2 separate regions of the Danio rerio genome follow, and region 1 is linked to region 2. A link is a contact called in public HiCAR-type data. All regions are on one chromosome and are shown on one strand. The core of a region is the stretch at or near the end of the contact, and the rest is flanking DNA. Distances in the headings are between cores, read along the strand shown. Region 1 holds the start of pfdn1 (prefoldin subunit 1). Region 2 overlaps pfdn1 (prefoldin subunit 1).

Evidence for each region. HiCAR-type assays count read pairs that join an accessible place to other places.
Region 1: a contact with region 2 is called in a HiCAR-type map of caudal fin, with 3 times the contacts expected there. The contact joins the promoter of pfdn1 here to the enhancer-like site in region 2. A contact is called at or near these places in 6 of 18 Hi-C or Micro-C datasets (caudal fin, embryo, gastrula embryo and 2 more) and 1 of 4 datasets of contacts at active chromatin or transcription factors (caudal fin).

Annotation. Positions count from the first base shown.
Region 1 is chr21:32,813,333-32,817,517 of GRCz12tu, forward strand. It overlaps pfdn1 (prefoldin subunit 1), which reads right to left and starts at 1,311. Exons shown (of 4, transcript NM_001013344.1): 1 at 1,266-1,311. The coding sequence starts at 1,298. hbegfb (heparin-binding EGF-like growth factor b) reads right to left here. Exons shown (of 6, transcript NM_001100401.2): 5 at 4,040-4,147; 6 at 2,409-3,257. The coding sequence ends at 4,048.
Region 2 is chr21:32,766,789-32,770,956 of GRCz12tu, forward strand. It overlaps pfdn1 (prefoldin subunit 1), which reads right to left. Exons shown (of 4, transcript NM_001013344.1): 4 at 2,635-3,081. The coding sequence ends at 2,998. Among named protein-coding and RNA genes, the nearest start is that of slc23a1, 4.6 kb to the left of the region's middle. Within about 2 kb of position 2,298, at least 9 of the 62 cell types and tissues checked have an H3K27ac peak or open chromatin away from gene starts, as enhancers often do.

The sequences.
Region 1 (4,185 bases), core at 61-2,560, 46 kb after region 2:
TAAGACTTTTTAAGACCCCACAGATATCCTGGAAATAACACAGATTTTGTTTCTATTTATAAAAGCTTTATATTTATAATTTGTATGTGTCATCAAATGAGTAATTGTGATTATTGCATTGCAAAATGAATGCAAATAAAATATCTTATGTATATATTAATATATTAATACACATTCATTTAAAAAAAAATGTTTATTTATAATTATCTATCATTAATGTTTGCATATAATACTAATTATACATAAATATAACTGTATTTTTATAATAATAAATCATCTATAGATATAATAAAAAATATTATTTTGTATGTTACTAATTACGATTAAACATTTGACAGCTCTTTTTGACAGCACAATAATAACATTTTTTTCACATTCATATGTAATACAGCAAATTCAGCATTTCCTATAGCTGTAACTGTTATATTTAAACAATTTATATGTTGTTATATGTTGTTGCAGTTGGTAGGGCATTCGTTATGTAAAACATGTGCTGGATAAGTTGGCGATTCGTTCCACTGTGGCGACCCCTGATGAATAAAGAGAAGCCGAAGTAAAATGAATGAATGAATGAATTAGTTGTGACAAATTTGGTGCCACTAATAAATCTTTCCCAGGTTTTCAACATAAATTCTAGAACAAAAATAAGACACTTAGAAAGTCACAACATATAATCTATAAATATATATAAAATATACATAAATATAGACATCACTAAATATTTTGTAAATAAAAAATATTATTTTGCATGTGACTAATTATGATTAAACATTTGACAGCTCTTTTTGACAGCACAATAATAAATTTTTTATCAAATTCATATGTAATACAGCAAATCCAGCATTTCCTATAGCTGTAACAGTTATATTTCAACAAATTATGTCATATATATATATATATATATATATATATATATATATATATATATATATATGGATAAGCAAAAACTAAAGAATAAGCCATATTGAAAGCTTCCTATAGCATGTAATGATGTGTTGATAGATTGATATGTGTTTGGATATTCATTTCTAAAGGATTTACAGTGGTAAACTATAAATATGACGTTGCACATCTTTATAACAAACAATACACATTAAAAGGATTCGCATGCACCTACGTTACACACTGACAGATCGCGTTGCTTAAACAGTTTTATACCTTACTTCTGCTCCACAAAAGCTTAATAACATTTATTCAGTATTTTATCATAACAAAGTAACAACTCTGTTTGGTTTTTAGATATAAAACCAAAAACCACCCTTTACCTTCTTCAACTCGAGGTCTACGGGAGCCGCCATGATGCTAAGTGGTACGAGTCCCTGCGCATGCGCGAAACAAAGAGCTTGTTGCAAAACCTAGTGAGCGGCCTACATAGACAACATTTTCAATGTCAGACAGGCAGGCAATCCACAATAAATGTTCACTAAAAAGGCAGCTCGGTAGTTTTGCAGACACGGTAAGTTTGTGGACTACTTTCAATCTCAAAACAGTGCAACAGAAATGACAGTATATGATAAAGGTTTCAGCGTTATACCAATGTTAGCGTCAAAATGTTTAGAAGCTGACTCTTAATTTAAGCGGACTTTAAGCGGACTTATTTTTAGTGTCTATTATTGTGTGCTACATGTAAAATGTGTCACCCCAGTGGCAACATTGCTCAAGATTTTTTTATTACTATTAACGTGTTGTTTTGTATTGTAAAGTCGTGTATGTTCTGCATTTTAACTCCTGTTAACACTCTGTTTGGTTTCCTCAGGAGACAAATGATGGTAAACCAACTTGAGACTTAAATCTCCAAGCTAAAGACAAGTATATCAGATGTAGTAATGACAACACAATATTTTTATAACTTCACACAGTGAGTGTTTAAACTTTACAACATACATCTGTATATCTGCAGATTTATATCCGACACACTAAAATTTTATAAATAAAAAATAGTAAATCTAAATAATAAAAATAGTTTTATTATTGGTTGTGGGACGACACGGTGGCTTAGTGGATAGCACTGTCTTCTCACAGCAAGAAGATCTCTGGTTCGAGTCCCAGCTGGGTCAGTGGGCAATTCTTTGGAGTTTGCATGTTCTCTCCATGTTGGCGTGGGTTTCCTCAGGGTGCGCCGGTTTCCCCCACAGTTCAAAGACATGCAGTGAATTGAATAAACTAAATTGGTACTGTATGTGTGTGAATTTAATGAGTGTTTATGTATCTTGTCCAGTACTGGGTTGCAGTTATTAGGGCATTTGTTGTGTAAAACATGTGCTGGTTAGTGATTCATTCCACTGGGGCAAACCCCTGATAAATAAAGAGACTAAGCCGAAGTAAAATGAATGAATTAATTAGTTGTGACAAATACGGTGCCACTTATGAATCTTTCCCAGGTTTTCAACAAAAATAAGAGACACTTAGAAAGTCACAATAGTTTATTAAACAGCAGAAATTTGTTACCATTGCTTGAAATTAGTACATGAAATCATGTAATTTATACTAAACGCATAAAACAAACACACTAATAAACGTATTCCATTTTATTTCACTTAATTTAAGCTACACTTTCTCAGTAATACATATAAAAAAGGCTTAAGCCCTGCGTCTGACATTCCTGCAGAGTACATTTATTTGATTGCATTCGCAAATGTTTAATTCACAGTTTAGCTAAAATATTATTCAAACCGTACTGTCCTCCGAATGCGATTGTAAAGTTTGCGATGCAACTTCAGTCCTATTAGAACATTAATTGATTGTATTCATCGATAATAAATATCTATACAATAAAAACACATTTACAAAACTCGCAGTGCATTCAGTACACACAATTGTTACGTATCAAAATAAATAACAAATACATTATAAATAAATAATTACAAGTGCTTTGTGGCGTTTTTGACAGTACTACAGATTCAGACTGATGGGAGAAACCAGAAACTCAGCTTTTCAACATAAATAAATAAGCAACGAACAAAAAAGCAACTTTGATTGAAGTCGCGATACATTCATCATTTTCAGTCCTGTCTGCATGATCTCCATGACAGTACTGTACATGTACTGCACACGGGGCAGTGTTTAAAGCATCCTTCATGCCAGTTTAGACAGACACCAATACTGCAGGACATCAGGGGCGCACAACAAATACGAAGAGGTGCAAAGATTGTGGAGAAATAATGATTACCACTAGGAATAATGCAGAAATCATGCCCTTGATGAGATGTATAGTGCTGTCTATCCATGGGTCACATGACCTTTTGGCTTTCTTTATCCTGAAAAACATTTATTAAAAATGTATATATAAATGTTTGGAATTTTCATTTATTTTAATAAAAGCAAGATATTATACTATAAAAGTAAACAAAAACTACTTAGACATGTTTAAAACTAATTAAATCTCTCTATATAAACACACACAACACATAGACACGCATACATACTTATATTTGAGAGTTCAGATGCAAAAACCTCTAAATCACACCTCAAATGTCTTTCAAAAACAAGCATTTTTCTCCACTTCCTATATTCATTTTCTGTTTTTCCACTTTACATGCAATGGAAATCATCAACATACATGTGAAATTACTGAACCCACACACAAGAGTCCGTTTAGAAGTAAATTTTAGACGGCATTTAGAAGTTTTAGAATTTTAACTCCTTTATTTGTAAAAAATAACTAGAAATAACTAGAGTTAATATTATAGTTAATAAATAGGAAATATAGTTAATAAGATGTAAAACATTACTGTAAAAAATAATAAATTATGTGGACTTTTTAATATAAAAACATTTGAAATACAGTAAAAAATGTATGTTAATAGCTAAATTACTACACAATTATTACATAGTTACATACATAATTCTATCTATCTATCTATCTATCTATCTAAACAAGCAAATACAGTTGAAGTCAGAATTATTAGCCCCCCTGTTATATATATATATATATATATATATATATATATATATAAATAAATTTTAAAGTAAATTTGTGTGTCCGTATGTAAACAAATTATTAACATACAAATCTGGGAGTTCAAAGAGAACTATTTACCTTCGTTATCACTGTTTTACTGACGTTGCCTCGAGTTTGACCTTTTCTTCGCTCTCTACATCAGCGTCATCTTTTTTGTGGTACCTGTCAGAAAAGCATGCAGAATATCTAAGGAATTCTGTAAATCAATAACGGTATAATGATTA
Region 2 (4,168 bases), core at 1,048-3,547:
GCACCTACTTACATTGGTGAGCTTCTTCACTGGCATACGGCATTAGCTAGATGTTTCCTAAATTACGGTTAAAATCAAAAGGAGACAGGGCTTTTTCTGTCACAGCCCCTTGTCTGTGCATTCGGTCTCCCTGTACATATCAGGTCATGCTCTTTCCTTGATGCTTTTAAGTCTCATTAAAAAAAAATCACCTTCTGTCTCGCTTTTTATAGTAATTAATTAATTTTAAGTAGTTTGACATAGTTTTGTTTATATATATATATATACACACACACACACACACACACACACACACACACACACACACACACACACACACACACACACACACACACACACACACACACACACACACACACACACACAAAACACACACACTGTAAAACCCAACAATCAACTTTTTCAATTGAAAAGAGTTTAGTTACCTCAAAATTTACTGACTCAAAAGTTAATTCTACTCATTTGAAAAGATTTTTGAACTCAGTGTTGAAGGTAATGAGTTTATTAAACACCTCATTACTTCAACTTAAATGGAGTAAGTTCACAGTACTCATATAGATTAGTTTTTTAAGTCAAATGGTTTGAGTTGCCTTAACTTATTGGGTTTTACAGTCCTCAGTTGGTTTGAGTTCTCTTCATTTATAGGGTTTTACTATGCTCAAATTGCTTCGTTTACTCAAATGGATGAAGTACACAGTACTCATTAGGATTAGTTTTTGAACTTAAATGATTTATTGCAGTCGGTTTCTACAAACGGTTTGAGTTACCTTAACTTTTTGAGTTTCACAGTATAGATTGTGTATGTTGATTGTTTTGTAAAGTACTTTGATCAACATCTGTTTTTTAAATGTGCTCTATAAATAAAGCAAACAAACAAACTAATATTATACAGCATTACAAGCTGTTTTTAGACAGAAAATAACTAGAAGCCTTCACTAATTATAATGTAATTGTGGATAAACAGACATAATATGACATAACATGAGATAATATGACTGATAATATGAAGAGACGTGATTTCAGAGACTGAATATTTGCACAACTAGCACAGGAAATTGGTTGCCTGAAACAACCAGACTAACGTCTGATGTACACTGGAGTGATTGACCAATCAGAACTAAGCATTTTACTGAGCTGTCATAAAACTAATATCGAGTGGCAATAAGCTACAGCAGGTAGTGGACAGGTAGTGTTTGTGTAAGATATAAATCAGAAAAATTAAAAGCACATTGCCATTTCATTTTTATTCATTCATTCATTCATTTTCTTTTCGGCTTAGTCCCTTTATTAATCTGGGGTCGCCACAGCGGATTGAACCGCCAACTTATCCAGCACATGTTTTACGCAGCGGATGCCCTTCCAGCTGCAACCCATCACTGGAAAACACCCATACACTGCCATTCCCACACATACACTACCGTCAATTTAGCTTATTAAATTTAGCTATAGCGCACGTCTTTGGACTGTGGGGGAAACCGGAGCACCCGGAGGAAACCCACGCCAAAATTGGGAGAACATGCAAACCCCATACAGAAATTCCAACTGACCCAGCCGAGACTCAAATCAGCGACCTTCTAGCTGTGAGGCGATCATGCTACCCACTGCGCCTTCATGACGCCCCCATATAATTTTTGGTAACATAATTGTTTTTGTATTGTCGAGTAGCAATTGTTTTCTTTACTAAATTGTTAGGTTTTTTTTTAGATTCAGACTGATTTCAATTTTAATTCTAAGTTTTAGTAATTTGGTAATGTCAAATTTTTATATTAGTTTTAAGGCTAATTATTTATAATTAACATTTATAATTTATGTATACACAAGTTAATGTCTCTTTTAAGTATATAAAAAAATTATTTTAGTTTTATGGTTTTAATAATAACCCGGAAAAATAGAAATGTTAGAAACATTGCTTTGGGACAAAATTTTGAAAAAGTGGAAGTAAAATGAAGCCCTACAAAAATATATTTTCAAATGACCAAAATTTAAAGATTAAATAATATTAAATACTATAACAGCATATAAATAATACAATTATAAACAACACTTGTATTGTATAATGTTATGATATTATATTATATTATATTAAAAAAGTACATTAACAAATCTAACAGGCAATGCCTCGATTGACCAATCAGAATGATGCAATATAAATCACCATGTAAGCCCAAAACTTATTGGATGGCACAACAATGACCTCATCAATTACAAAGCTTCATAATAAGAAAAACCCCTCCCCCATCCCGTTATTCACGCAACTCCGCTCCCTAATGAGGAAGGCAGGATATCAAGCAGACGCACATCTGCATCATGAAGAATTGAGACACAGACGGACCTGCAGGAAACACACAGGAAGCGCTGTCTGGAGAAGACTTAAACAGAAGTCTGGGGAATTTCTGTTTTTCCACTTTCAATGCTGCGTCCATTTCACAAGTTCATACAAAAAGACACCAGTCCAACATCAGAAGAGAGACAGAGAGTCGAGACGAGGACGTCCAGAGGGACTGACAGGAAACCAGTGATGTAAAATCGCAAACACAAACACTGTAATCCCTCAGAAATAAGCACCACATCATTCAGATCATATCTAAATTACTGTGTGCTTTACATGACACAGACACACGCAAAAACAAATTTGCCGTCTCAAAACAGTCACCTTTATTACCATCTGCTTACATTAAAAAAACTGTTGATTCATTACGAAACCATAGGAAAAACAAATGAACAGCAAAAGAAAACATCAATAACTTAAGACTTAAGTAGATCCTCAGGTGTCAGAGGTCACACTAGTTAGTATTAACATTGCGGTCAACAGTACATTCAGATTTAACTATTAACCTAAAATAAACTTCCTGTGTTCAGCTGACAAATGCAAGTTCGACTGTCACGAGTGTTCTCCAATACACGCAAAAGCATGTTCAAACTAAGGGCATGGTGTGCAAAGGTGATGGAGATTATACATTATTTGTGTGTGTGTGTGTGTGTGTGTGAGAGAGAGTTTTACTGGGCCCTTCTAGACATCAGCATCTCCCTGATGTTGTCCTCCGCATCTTTAACGCTGCGCTCCAGGTATGTCTTCTTTTGCTGTGGAAAAAAAAGAGAGACAGAGCTGTAGCTTCATGTTCGGAAACATCTGAAGGATTTCTTCGTGAACACACCCGTTTACTCCCCAAACTGAATGACAGAGCTGTTAAAATACTTTGAGATAAGATAAGGAGATGATCTTTTTTTGGAGCATTTTCAAAGGCTTAGCGCTTTGATTGCTCTATAAGGTTAAAGGTTTTCTCGCCGTCTGTAGATACATTAAAAACAACTTGAATTTTAGCATAATTGTTACATTCAAGTGAAAGTGTGACTGCATTACGCAACGTTTGGCAGTATGTGTAATCACAGGACACCTGGTTATTGACCGAGATACCGTACAGTACAGGCCTCTACCTGAAGATTTCCGGTAATGTGTTGCAAAAGAGTGAATGTGAGTCAAGTTCACAGAAAACCTTTGCCCAGGCTATGTGGCAGCATCTAAGTACTCACAATAATTAAGAAATAAGCCATTTTTTCTACATATATCAACACAAATAGTGTGCATTGTTTAGCACATTAATAATCGACTTAAAATTCTTGACCTTGAGGAGAACCGGCGAAAGGGTTTTTAAATTCATGGTCAGTGAGTCATTAGAAAAGAACCAAAAGTTTGTTGTTATGGCAGTCTGTGTGGCTGTAGCATGTGGCTTGTGGGCCGACATTTCTGTAATGATTAAAGTATATGCATGTGTTTACATCTGTAACCAAGCATTACTGCACATTAGCTCACTGCTGTCTGAGAGCCTCACCCTTCCTCCAGCCCCCCCAAGTCACACATGACTACACTAGTTTAGCCAGATTCTCAAATTTATGGCAACTCAATTTTACTAAACATTCACACTTTTTTATTCCTCAACCTTAAATTGACATGTTTATTTGCAGTGTTTTGGCTCTTTTCCACTATGCGAAACAGTTCAGTATAGTACAGTACAGGTGATTCTGTACATGTAACCTTGATAAGGCTTGCATTTCCAAAGTCAAAAGTGCCCTGAAATAGCCCATATTATGCATTAAAAAGGTATTATTTTAGTTTGGGGGGGGGGGTCTTCAATAACAGGCTGACATGCATACAAGGTCAAAAAACACT